Linked DNA regions of Canis lupus: region 2 is linked to region 1. A link is a contact called in public Hi-C data. All regions are on one chromosome and are shown on one strand. The core of a region is the stretch at or near the end of the contact, and the rest is flanking DNA. Distances in the headings are between cores, read along the strand shown. Region 1 has its middle 23 kb from the start of CNTF. Region 2 holds the start of ZFP91 (E3 ubiquitin-protein ligase ZFP91).

What was found. Hi-C and Micro-C count contacts between places; a contact is called where the count stands out from the background.
Region 2: a contact with region 1 is called in a Hi-C map of amygdala, with 3 times the contacts expected there. The contact joins the promoter of ZFP91 here to the enhancer-like site in region 1. A contact is called at or near these places in 2 of 9 Hi-C or Micro-C datasets (amygdala and liver).

The regions. Positions count from the first base shown.
Region 1 is chr18:38,185,557-38,190,419 of UU_Cfam_GSD_1.0, reverse strand. No RefSeq gene overlaps it. Among named protein-coding and RNA genes, the nearest start is that of CNTF, 23 kb to the left of the region's middle. Within about 2 kb of position 2,524, at least 5 of the 20 cell types and tissues checked have an H3K27ac peak or open chromatin away from gene starts, as enhancers often do.
Region 2 is chr18:38,252,186-38,257,048 of UU_Cfam_GSD_1.0, reverse strand. It overlaps ZFP91 (E3 ubiquitin-protein ligase ZFP91), which reads left to right and starts at 2,490. Exons shown (of 11, transcript XM_038563187.1): 1 at 2,490-2,908. The coding sequence starts at 2,559.

The sequences.
Region 1 (4,863 bases), core at 1,275-3,774:
CCAACGGGCCCAGCCCCGAGGCAGGAGAGGATGTGGCGGTCATCACTGAGGCAACCCTAGCCTTGGCAGTACTGGGGGGCACTTCACGGGGTGGTGCGGCTGTCCTGGTAGGACATCTCCCTCAGGGGCCCAGGGCTCACCAGGCCCGCCAGGGGCTGTCCCACCTGGCTGCTGAAGGCACCCCAAAGGGGGCGGCCTGGGCTGCAGCCAGGTCTGAGTCACCGCTGACACACACCTTGAGGTTGCCAAGGAGCACCCCCGGTGGGTGGAAGCAGCAGGGGCAGGCCCCGGGGAGCCGGCTGGGGTGCGGACAGCCTGCGAACAGGAGGCTCGAAGAGGCTCACTGCACACTGTGCAGCCTGGAGGCTCTGGGGTGGGGGGAGCCGGCACTAGGCCTGGGGGGGAGTCGACACTGAGCCCTGGGTGGGGAGCCGGCACTGAGCTCTGGGGGGGGGGGAGCCGGCGCTGAGCTCTGGGGGGTGGGAGCCGGCACTGAGCTGGGGGGGACGATCCGGCGCTAAGCCCTGGGTGGGGAGCCGGCACTGAGCTCTGGGGGGGGGGGGGGGGGGGGAGCCGGCGCTGAGCTCTGGGGGGTGGGAGCCGGCACTGAGCTGGGGGGGACGAGCCGGGACTGAGTTGGAGTGGGGGGGGAGCCGGGACTGAGCTGGAGGGGGAGCTGGCACTGAGCCCTGGGGCAGGCAGCTGGCACTGAGCTGGGGGGGAGCCGGCCCTGAGCTCGGGGTGGGGGGAGCCGGCGCTGAGCTCTGGGGGGGGTTGGCGAGCCGGCGCTGAGCTGGGGGGGAGCCGGCACTGAGCTCTGGGGGGGCAGCTGGCACTGAGCTGGAGTGGGGGGAGCCGGGACTAAGCTTTGGTGGGGGGAGCCAGCACTGAGCTGGGGGGGAGCCGGTGCTGAGCTGAGGGGGACGATCTGGCGCTAAGCCCTGGGGAGGGGGGGTGGAGCCGGCGCTGAGCCCTGGTGGGGAGTCCGCACTGAGCTGAGGGGAAGGAGCCGGGACTGAGCTGGAGGGGGGAGCCGGCGCTGAGCTCTGGGGGGGGGGGGGGTGGCGAGCTGGCACTGAGCTGGGGGGGAGCCGGCGCTGAGCTCTGGGGAGGGGCGAGCTGGCACTGAGCTGGGGGGGAGCCGGCGCTGAGCTCTGGGGAGGGGGGCGAGCTGGCACTGAGCTGGGGGGGAGCAAGCGCTGAGCTCTGGGGAGGGGGCGAGCTGGCACTGAGCTGGGGGGGGAGCCGGCGCTGAGCTCTGGGGGGGGGCGAGCTGGCACTGAGCTGGGGGGGAGCCGGCGCTGAGCTCTGGGGGGGGCGAGCTGGCACTGAGCTGGCACTGAGCTGGGGGGGAGCCGGCGCTGAGCTCTGGGGGGGGGCGAGCTGGCATTGAGCTGGGGGGGAGCCGGCGGTGAGCTGGGGCGGGGGGGGGGGGGGGTGGCGCCGGCACTGAGCTCTGGGTCGGGTCGGAGTGGGCACTAGGTCTGCGGGGGGCCGGGGGGGGAGTCGGCCTGAGCCCCCGGGGGGGGGAGGGCCTCCGCCGCCGCCGCCCCTGCGGGCTGACTCTGCGGGACCGCGCGGGGAAACGCGGCGGCGGGCACGTGGCGGGGCTGCTCCCTCGCCGCCGCTCCCCTACCCGGTGCCCGCGGGGCAGGACGCTCCCGCCTCCCAGGCCCTGCGCGCGGGGCGAGCGGATGCTGCGGTGGCGGGGCGGGGGGGGGGGGGCGCGGAAGGCCGGAGCTCCGGGGGGAGCGCAGGGCGGGGCCGGGGAGGAGGGGGCGGGCCGGGGACGAGGCCGCCCAGCTGCGGCGCCGACCCGTGGGCCGTGAGCGTGGCGCGGGCCTCCCACGTGCACGCGGTGTGGGGTGAGCGTCCCGCCGCTTGGGTGCCGGGGCGCGGGGAGAAGCCGCGCCAGCCCCCCCACCCTAGCCCAGGGCCGCCGCGCCCTGCCCCTCGGCAGCTCCAGGGCCTGGGAGCCAAGTGTGTCCAAACACGGGGCGGTGACTCGGCAGGCCTTAGGCCTCTCCCGAGGAGTTAGCTTCTCCTAGGCTGCCCTCCTTGAAGTTGGGGGGGTGGGGGGGCAGCAAGAATGGCCCGGATCAGAAGCACCAAGAGGAGTGAAGCTCAGGCTTCGCGCTGGACCAGGGCCAGCTGAGCTAGGCTGCTGAAGAGCAGCCCCAGGACCCTTCCAATTGAGCTCTATGAAGAAAATCAAATCTCAGTTACTGGGCACCGAGGATTTTATTTATTTATTGTTATTATTATTTTTAAAGATTTTATTTATTTATTCATGAGAGAGAGACAGGCAGAGGGAGAAGCAGGTGCCGTGCCAGGATCCTGATGTGAGACTCCATCCTGGGACTCTGGAATGACACCCTGAGCCGAAGACAGACGGGCAGCCGCTGAGCCACCCAGGCGCCCCGCACCAGGCATTTTAGTCTCACCGGCTCCGCTCCTGACCACAGGGTGCAGGCGGGGCCCTGCTGCTGCTGCTGCTGCTGCTGCTGCTGCTGCTGCTGCTATTACACTGAGTGAGGAGGTGGCCCTAGGGCACAGCCTGGAAAGCTGGGTGTTTCCCCCTTTGACCTGGGCAGCTTGTGTATGAGGCACCTTGGCTGGGAGGTCACATTTACTGCAGGCTGATTTCCTTCCTTGTGGACCCTGGGCAGGTATTCCAGAAAGGACCCCCTTTCTGGCTGAGGCGGGCTCATAGTAGCTCTAAGAAGTGAGAGGCGGCTGTGTCCACGTCCCAGAGCCCTAGTGTATGGGCACGGCAGAGCTTCTGAAGGGGGCGTAGCATCTCCATAAATAGCCCAGGGTCCAAGAACTTCAATCCTCCTTCCCAGCGTGGAGCTCCCCAGGGGTGCCCCGTTTGTGGGATCAGGAGCTCCCCTAACTGTGACTCTGGGTGAGGTGCTGTATAACCCTAGGCTAACCTCTTACCAGTTGCCTTTTACATGAGAAGAATGTGAGGCCGGGAGAAGTCAGGTAAAGTACCAGGGCCACAGGCACACCTTGGAGCCAGTATTTGAATCTAGGTTCATCAAGCACCAAAGCACAGTTTTCATCCACTGATCTGTGCCAGCCCTTCCTAGGCAGTGCCAGGGTCTGGATTTAGGATCACTTGACCCCGTGGGGTCACTCCTGGGTAGCCCTGGTTTCCACCGTGTGCTTGGAGCAAGTCTTCTCTTCCCACCGTGTGTGGGAGTGGGTACATCATCCAGAGGAATGGGTGCTGGTCTTGATGTCCCGATGAGTTGGAATCTGGGCCTTAGCAGTTTCATCAGCTGAGCCCTCCCACATCGTGGCTTTCTTCCCAGAGTCCCACTTCTCTCATCTGTTATGAGAACAATACGAATCTCTTCAGGCTTGAGCTGTTAGTGTAAAATGCCCAGCAGAGTGCCTGGCACAAGATAAGGTGTCCATTTAGTAAAGTGGGTTAAGTGAACTTGTTCAAGGTTTGGATTTGCACCCAGGATGGTCTGAATCCAACGCTTCATGTGGTTCCTTCCAATCTCTATTTTTGCATTCTTTTATTAAAAAGTATGATTGATTTCTCATAAGGCAGTTTGGGATAGATTATTTGCCAGAGAGAAGACTGTTCTCTGGGGAGACAGTAAAGCCTTTTTCCCCGTTGGTGTAGCTTCTTCCTATGACAGGGACAAGTAATCATGCTGCTTACCACATCCTGCTCAGTCCGTGGGGCTTGTGACTTAAGAACAAACACCTTGTGTCACTGTAAATCCAAGGGAGTCTGGAAATTCATCGTGTTTGGTGATAGCTCTTTCCCAGGATTTGGGGCAGAATTTGGCATTTTATAGCAATGGACACAGAAGATAAACATGCTTTGGCTGAGTGGTGGCTAAGCATTTGCTGATATGAATCAGATGCAAGCAGGAAGGGGGCAAGGAAAATTCTGAAGATTTTTTTTTAAGATTTTATTTATTTATTTATTTGACAGGGAGAGAAAGAGAGAGAACACAAGCAGGGGGACTGGCAGGCAGAGGGAGAGGGAAGAAGCAGGCTTCTTGCAGAGCAGGGAGCTGGATACGGGGCTCCATCCCAGGACCCTGAGATCATGACCTGAGCTGAAGGCAGATGCTTAACCCACTGAGCCACCCAGGTGCCCCTGAAGATGTTTTGTTACCAGCACTGGGCAGCATTTGCTGAGGCCTTGGGGACTAGGGGGTCACATCCCCTGACTGTTCCGAGGCAGCATAAGGAACACGCAGGCAGGACAGCCTTGAGTTAGATACCAAGGCTCTGTGACCTCGGATAAGAAGTGTGACCTTCCTGCAAAACAGGAGCAAATAGGACTTTCTTAGCTATTGAAAAACATTTCAACAAATGCTTGTTACGGAAAATTCAAAGAGTAAAGAGGTTAAAGAGGTTAGATAAAGTGAAAAAGACCTCCTTCAGCCAGTTCCACTCCCCAGGGATCACCGTGTGAACAGGTGGACATCTCTTCACACCTGTGAAAAGCACATATACGCACACTGTCTTCTTTTACAAAAATGGTACCAGGCCATACACACTTTCCTTTTAACCACAGAGAAATTGATTCCCAGGGAAAGTAACGGTGCACAAGGTCACACAGAAGAGATTGTAGCAGGGCTGGATCTGAGTCCCTGCCTCTTGGCCCCACACCCGATGCCCCACCCTGCCTCACAGTACCCCCACCTCCGCCATCCTTATTCCACTTGAGCATTCCAAGGGACACACATACAATTACCCTTGTGGATAAGCAGAGGAATAATCCAAATACTTAATACCATGCACTTTGCAGTCCCAGCCCATCAGAGCCCACAGGGGGTGGAAATGGCCTTCCTGAGGTTACTGGCTAAATATTGGCCCTGTGTGGGG
Region 2 (4,863 bases), core at 1,241-3,740, 67 kb before region 1:
TAGCAGTTTCTCTGAAAAGGGATCCTGAGATTGACTTTCACCTTTTTTTATCGCTGTGATTTTTTATCCACGTCAAATGAAATAAAGCATTTACAATAGGCTTATTATGAGAAAGCAGTATGTAAAGAACTATAATTATGGCCCTCTGAAACATAATATTACTTCCATTTTTACCAGTGGTGAAATATATTCAAGGGATAGTAAGTTGCTAAAGATAACAGAATTACAGATAGCTTTGCTATTTATTATAATCCAGATTTAGTTTCAGTGCCTGTGATCTTTCCTCTCCAACACTGAGGTCTTTTTTTACGTTGATGTAAAGGAATCATTCATTCTTCCATTCCCCTGTGATGTTAAGATTTTTTTTTTTTAATCAAAAGGAGATTCCCACTCTGCATTACTTTGAGCAGCCATTGGATGTCAGTGCTGTTCCAAAAGTCCAAATGGATTTGAAACAAATTCCCATCCACACCAATCCATACAGCTTTTACAACTGAAATGCCACTAGTCCCGTTGAAAGTGCAAAATACTCGATGGCGAATATAAGACATTTGCCGAATCTTAAGTGGTAACTGAGCCAAAACACTGAAAGGAAAACTGCACTTCAGCACTTGGCTTGCAAATATTAGACTCCATCTGCAGCTTAAAATGAATGATTAATGTGAAATTTAGAATTGGATCCCCAGGTCTTGTTTTCATCCGCTTGGGGGGCGAGGGCTGTGTGTGTGTGTAAGCCCCAGATGCTTCATTTTTCCAGGGGTAAGAACCACTCTTTGATTTTAGTGCATGAAAGGAAGAAATGAAGGCATGCTGGAGGCCCACTGCTGTCGTGGAATGCAACCTGGAAAACAAATGGAAAACTCCCATTTGACGCATTAGGATAATTTAGCTGCACGCGCTGGTGGACATAAAAGTAATTTCTGACAAAGCTGCTGCTCTGACTGTGCTTCCTGTGCAGCAGAAACATTTAAAACCACAGAAGCCGAGTGGTTTCGAGGCAAGAGGCACGAAGGAGGCCTTTGGTTTCTGAGTAGGTCGCAGAATCACGCTAACAGGACCCCCCCCCCCCCCCCCCCCCGCCGCAGCCCTGGGACCGCAGCCAGGTCAAAGCACCCTACGCCAGCTACTGGGCACCGACATCTAGTAGAACAGTAGCTCTACAATTCTTTCCAGGCTTTTATTAAGAACCCAGTGATTGATTGGTGGGAACTGCGCTACGCCCCGAGCACCCGACGGATCCAGATTCGGTCCCTGACCTCCAGGAGCTCACAGGGTAGTGAGTTACAGGATGACGAGGCGAACACTGCAGGCGTGAACCCTAGGAGGTGCGAAGTAACCAATCCAGACAAAGCGCTACTAACGCGGCCACCCAAGAAATGTCCCGTCAACGCCAACTTAGAAAGTCGACATAAACCGTCCCAAGCTATCCCGACCAGCAATCCACTCGCCACTTCTGCCAGGATCTGTGCGGTCGTCGCGGCCTAACCCGGAAACACTACCTCCCTGAAAGACCACACAGCCACTGCAGAAAGAGCGAACTACCTTTCCCAGCGTGCATCAGTCAAAACCTTCCCGGCATCCTCTCCGCCTCCGGTTTCTAATCTTTCCCCCCCCGCCCAAGCTTAGGCTCTTTAAGACTCCATCTCCCAGGATGCCTTTTAACAAGTTAACCGAGCGCATGCGCCAAGAGGCGGGCCCTCCTTGCCCTCACGACCCCGCCTCTGTTCTACCGCCGCCATTTTTTCAGAGACTTTCATCCGGCTGCCGACGGGGTTTTTTTTCTTAAAGGAGAAGCGACAACTCAAAAAATTTCCCCCTTCGTTCCCGCAAGACCTGGCGGCGCTGGGGACAGAAAGGCCACAGACAGGAAAGTGGGATCGGGGTGGAGGCAGAAGAACGCCGAGGCTACTTCCGCGGCTTAAGGAAGAAGGATAGAAAGAGCCTTGTGGCATTAGCGGCTCCTTAGGGAGGCAGGTGCGCGCGCAGCCAGTCCGGGGTGCGCGCGAGGCGGGGAAAAAGGTGCGTTTTCCTCCCACCAATCTCCTCGCGGGACCTGCTCCTCCCACTGCCCCTAGCGCGCGCTGAGCTCGTGGCGCGTGGAGGGGGGGTGGAGGAGGAGGAGGAAGGTCACTTTAGGATTGTCGCGAGACGCAGCCGTTTAACGGTGAGAACGGGTGCGCGGGGAAGGAAACCTCGCGCGCTCCCTCAGAGCCGTTTCCTGATTGGCTAAGGAAGGGGTGGGGGAGGGAACGCGGGACGTCGCTACGTGAGAGACGACGAGGGGCAGGGGCGAGGAAGCCGTCCCTCCTCTCCCATTGGTCCGCTGAACGTCCTGTGGCGGGCGCGCGCGCGCCGCCGGCGGTAGCGGGCCTTGAGTGGCAGGGGGCGGGGGGGGCGCCCTCGGAGCCGGGCGGAGGGGAGGGGGGGGAAGAGGAGCGCAGAGTGAGATTGAGCCGGACGCTCCGGGAGGCGAAGGGGGCGGGGGGAGCAGCGCCGCGGCCGCCGCCGCCTCCGCCTCCGCCGCCTGGGACGAGGGGGTGGGGGACGGACGAGCCCCGATGCCGGGGGAGACGGAAGAGCCGAGACCCCCGGAGCAGCAGGACCAGGAAGGGGGAGAGGCGGCGGCGGCCAAGGCGGCTCCCGAGGAGCCCCAACAGCAGCCCCCTGAGGCGGCGGCGGCCGCGGCGCCTGCGGGGACCACGAGCAGCCGCGTGCTGAGGGGAGGTCGGGACCGGGGCCGGGCCGCTGCGGCCGCCGCCGCCGCCGCTGTGTCTCGCCGGAGGAAGGCCGAGTATCCCCGCCGGCGGAGGAGCAGCCCCAGCGCCAGGCCTCCCGACGCCCCAGGGCAGCAGTCCCAGGCCGCGAAGCCCCCGTCTCCAGCTCAGGGCAAGAAGAGTCCGCGACTCCTGTGAGTAACGCAGTGTTTCAGGCGGTGGGAAAGACCCCCCTGTGTCCGCACGCAGCCCTCCCGGCTCCCGTAGCGCCCGCTCCACGTGACATCCTGCCTGCTCTGCCCCCTGCCGGCTCGCACGCCAGATGTCACGCCGCTCCCCGCTCGCGGTCCGACGGCTCCTCTGGGGCCCTCCCCGGGCCCCCGCCTGTGGGCCGCTGCCCCCCTCCCCGAGGTCGCCCTTGCTGCGGGCACCTCTCCTGCCCCGCGGTGACCCTCCCCTTCCCTGCCGCCGCCGGCTTCGCCCGCACTCGGGCATCTGCGCTCCCTTTGTCAGCCTGCCCCTGCCCCTCGGACGGCGGCTCTCCACTATTACATCACATCCCCATTAGGAAATCAGCAGCTCGATCTTAGCCTTGGAAAGTGTGTGCGCCCTCCCGCCCCCGCCCCCCCCCCCCAAACACACACTAATTAGCTCCAGAACCCGGTGGTACTAGTAGCTTCACCGAGCTTTTACCGCTCTCCTGAATCTGCACCTCACGTTCACTTGTTTTAGAAATCTGGTACTTAGGGTAAAAACGGGGCTCTGCCGATTTTAAGTGCAGTCTTTCATACAAAATTAGCTAGGTGAGTTTTAGTGGTTTTGTCTGTCTTTTTAGGTTTTTCTTGTGCTTATGTTTAAATGTTGGAACTTCATCCTTAAAAATGAGGCTGCGAAAGCTCTCAAAGGAATTGTTTTATTCTCTAGAGACCATGGAGGGACCAGGAACATATATATTTTAAATCGTTAGTATTAAAATGTCCCTGTGTTGAAGATCCCGCAGTGTGTGCGTTTGTAAATTGTAGAAATTAATCATATTAGCCATTGAGCTCGTCACTGAAAACGTCATTTGTGTCTTTGGGCTTACTTTGAAGTGAAAAAATATTGGTGAAGGGGGAAATTGGAGCGGAGGGAATCCTAACTTTAAGTGCCCCCTCCCGTAGAGATTATGCCAAGATTTGACTTAAATCACATTAGGACTTGAAACACACCTGTTCCAAAATTAAGAATTAAGTCTGTGACTCGCATGCTTGCCTTAGAAGCTTCTCAGAGAGTGAAAATTCAAAGGTATATTGCAGTATTACGTGTGCTTCAAATTTTGGAATGTTATTCAAATGACTTATAAGTACAGGTTTTTGTTGTCCATAGAACTGTAGTTTACACAATAAATTCTCTAAATTATGTTAACTTAAATAACATTCCTAAACGATTTTTTTCATTTCTGTTGCTAAACCTGGGAAGGTTAATAACTTAATATATTTTTAAATCCCCTTCCATCCTTACCTGCTCATTCTACCAGTTTTTTACTTTCAGAAATGATATCTTAAGATAATGACACCTAGTGCAGTAGTTTTTTCACCTTGTAGTTTTTTTTTCCACTAACTCTTGACAAAAAAAGTACTTATGAGCCTTTTTACATCCACGATATTAAAACCGTTGGACTTGGATGAAGATGACTTAATGAAATTCCTTCCGTTTTTTTCTCCATATTATTCCCTGTGGGGAGAGGGATACAGTCTTAATTCTTAATGTCCCTCCCTTTTGCATCCAGTATCATAAAAGATAGTAGTGTTCTTTTACCTTCTTCTTAGCCTCAGAGCTATCTATTATTGATTGCGTATCTTAAGTTCCGTAGTTTTGATCGGATTGTTAAAATTTTCATAGTGATAATTTATTTGTTACGTGTTTTCGATTTACTCCATGCCCTGGAAATAAAAGGAGTTCTAAAGCTTTTCAGCTGGGTAAATTATGATTGAGCAGTAACTGGGCCTGGTACTGTGCTAGGCTAGGCTTTATAAAGGTAAATGAGATGTGGTCCTTGTCTTCAAGGACCTTGCAGTATGAGGGGAAGAGGAATTGATTATAGTGGAGGTTTGTCAAACATGTGTGCATGATTTACAGGTTTTCAGAGCGATAAGCTTTAATTACGAAA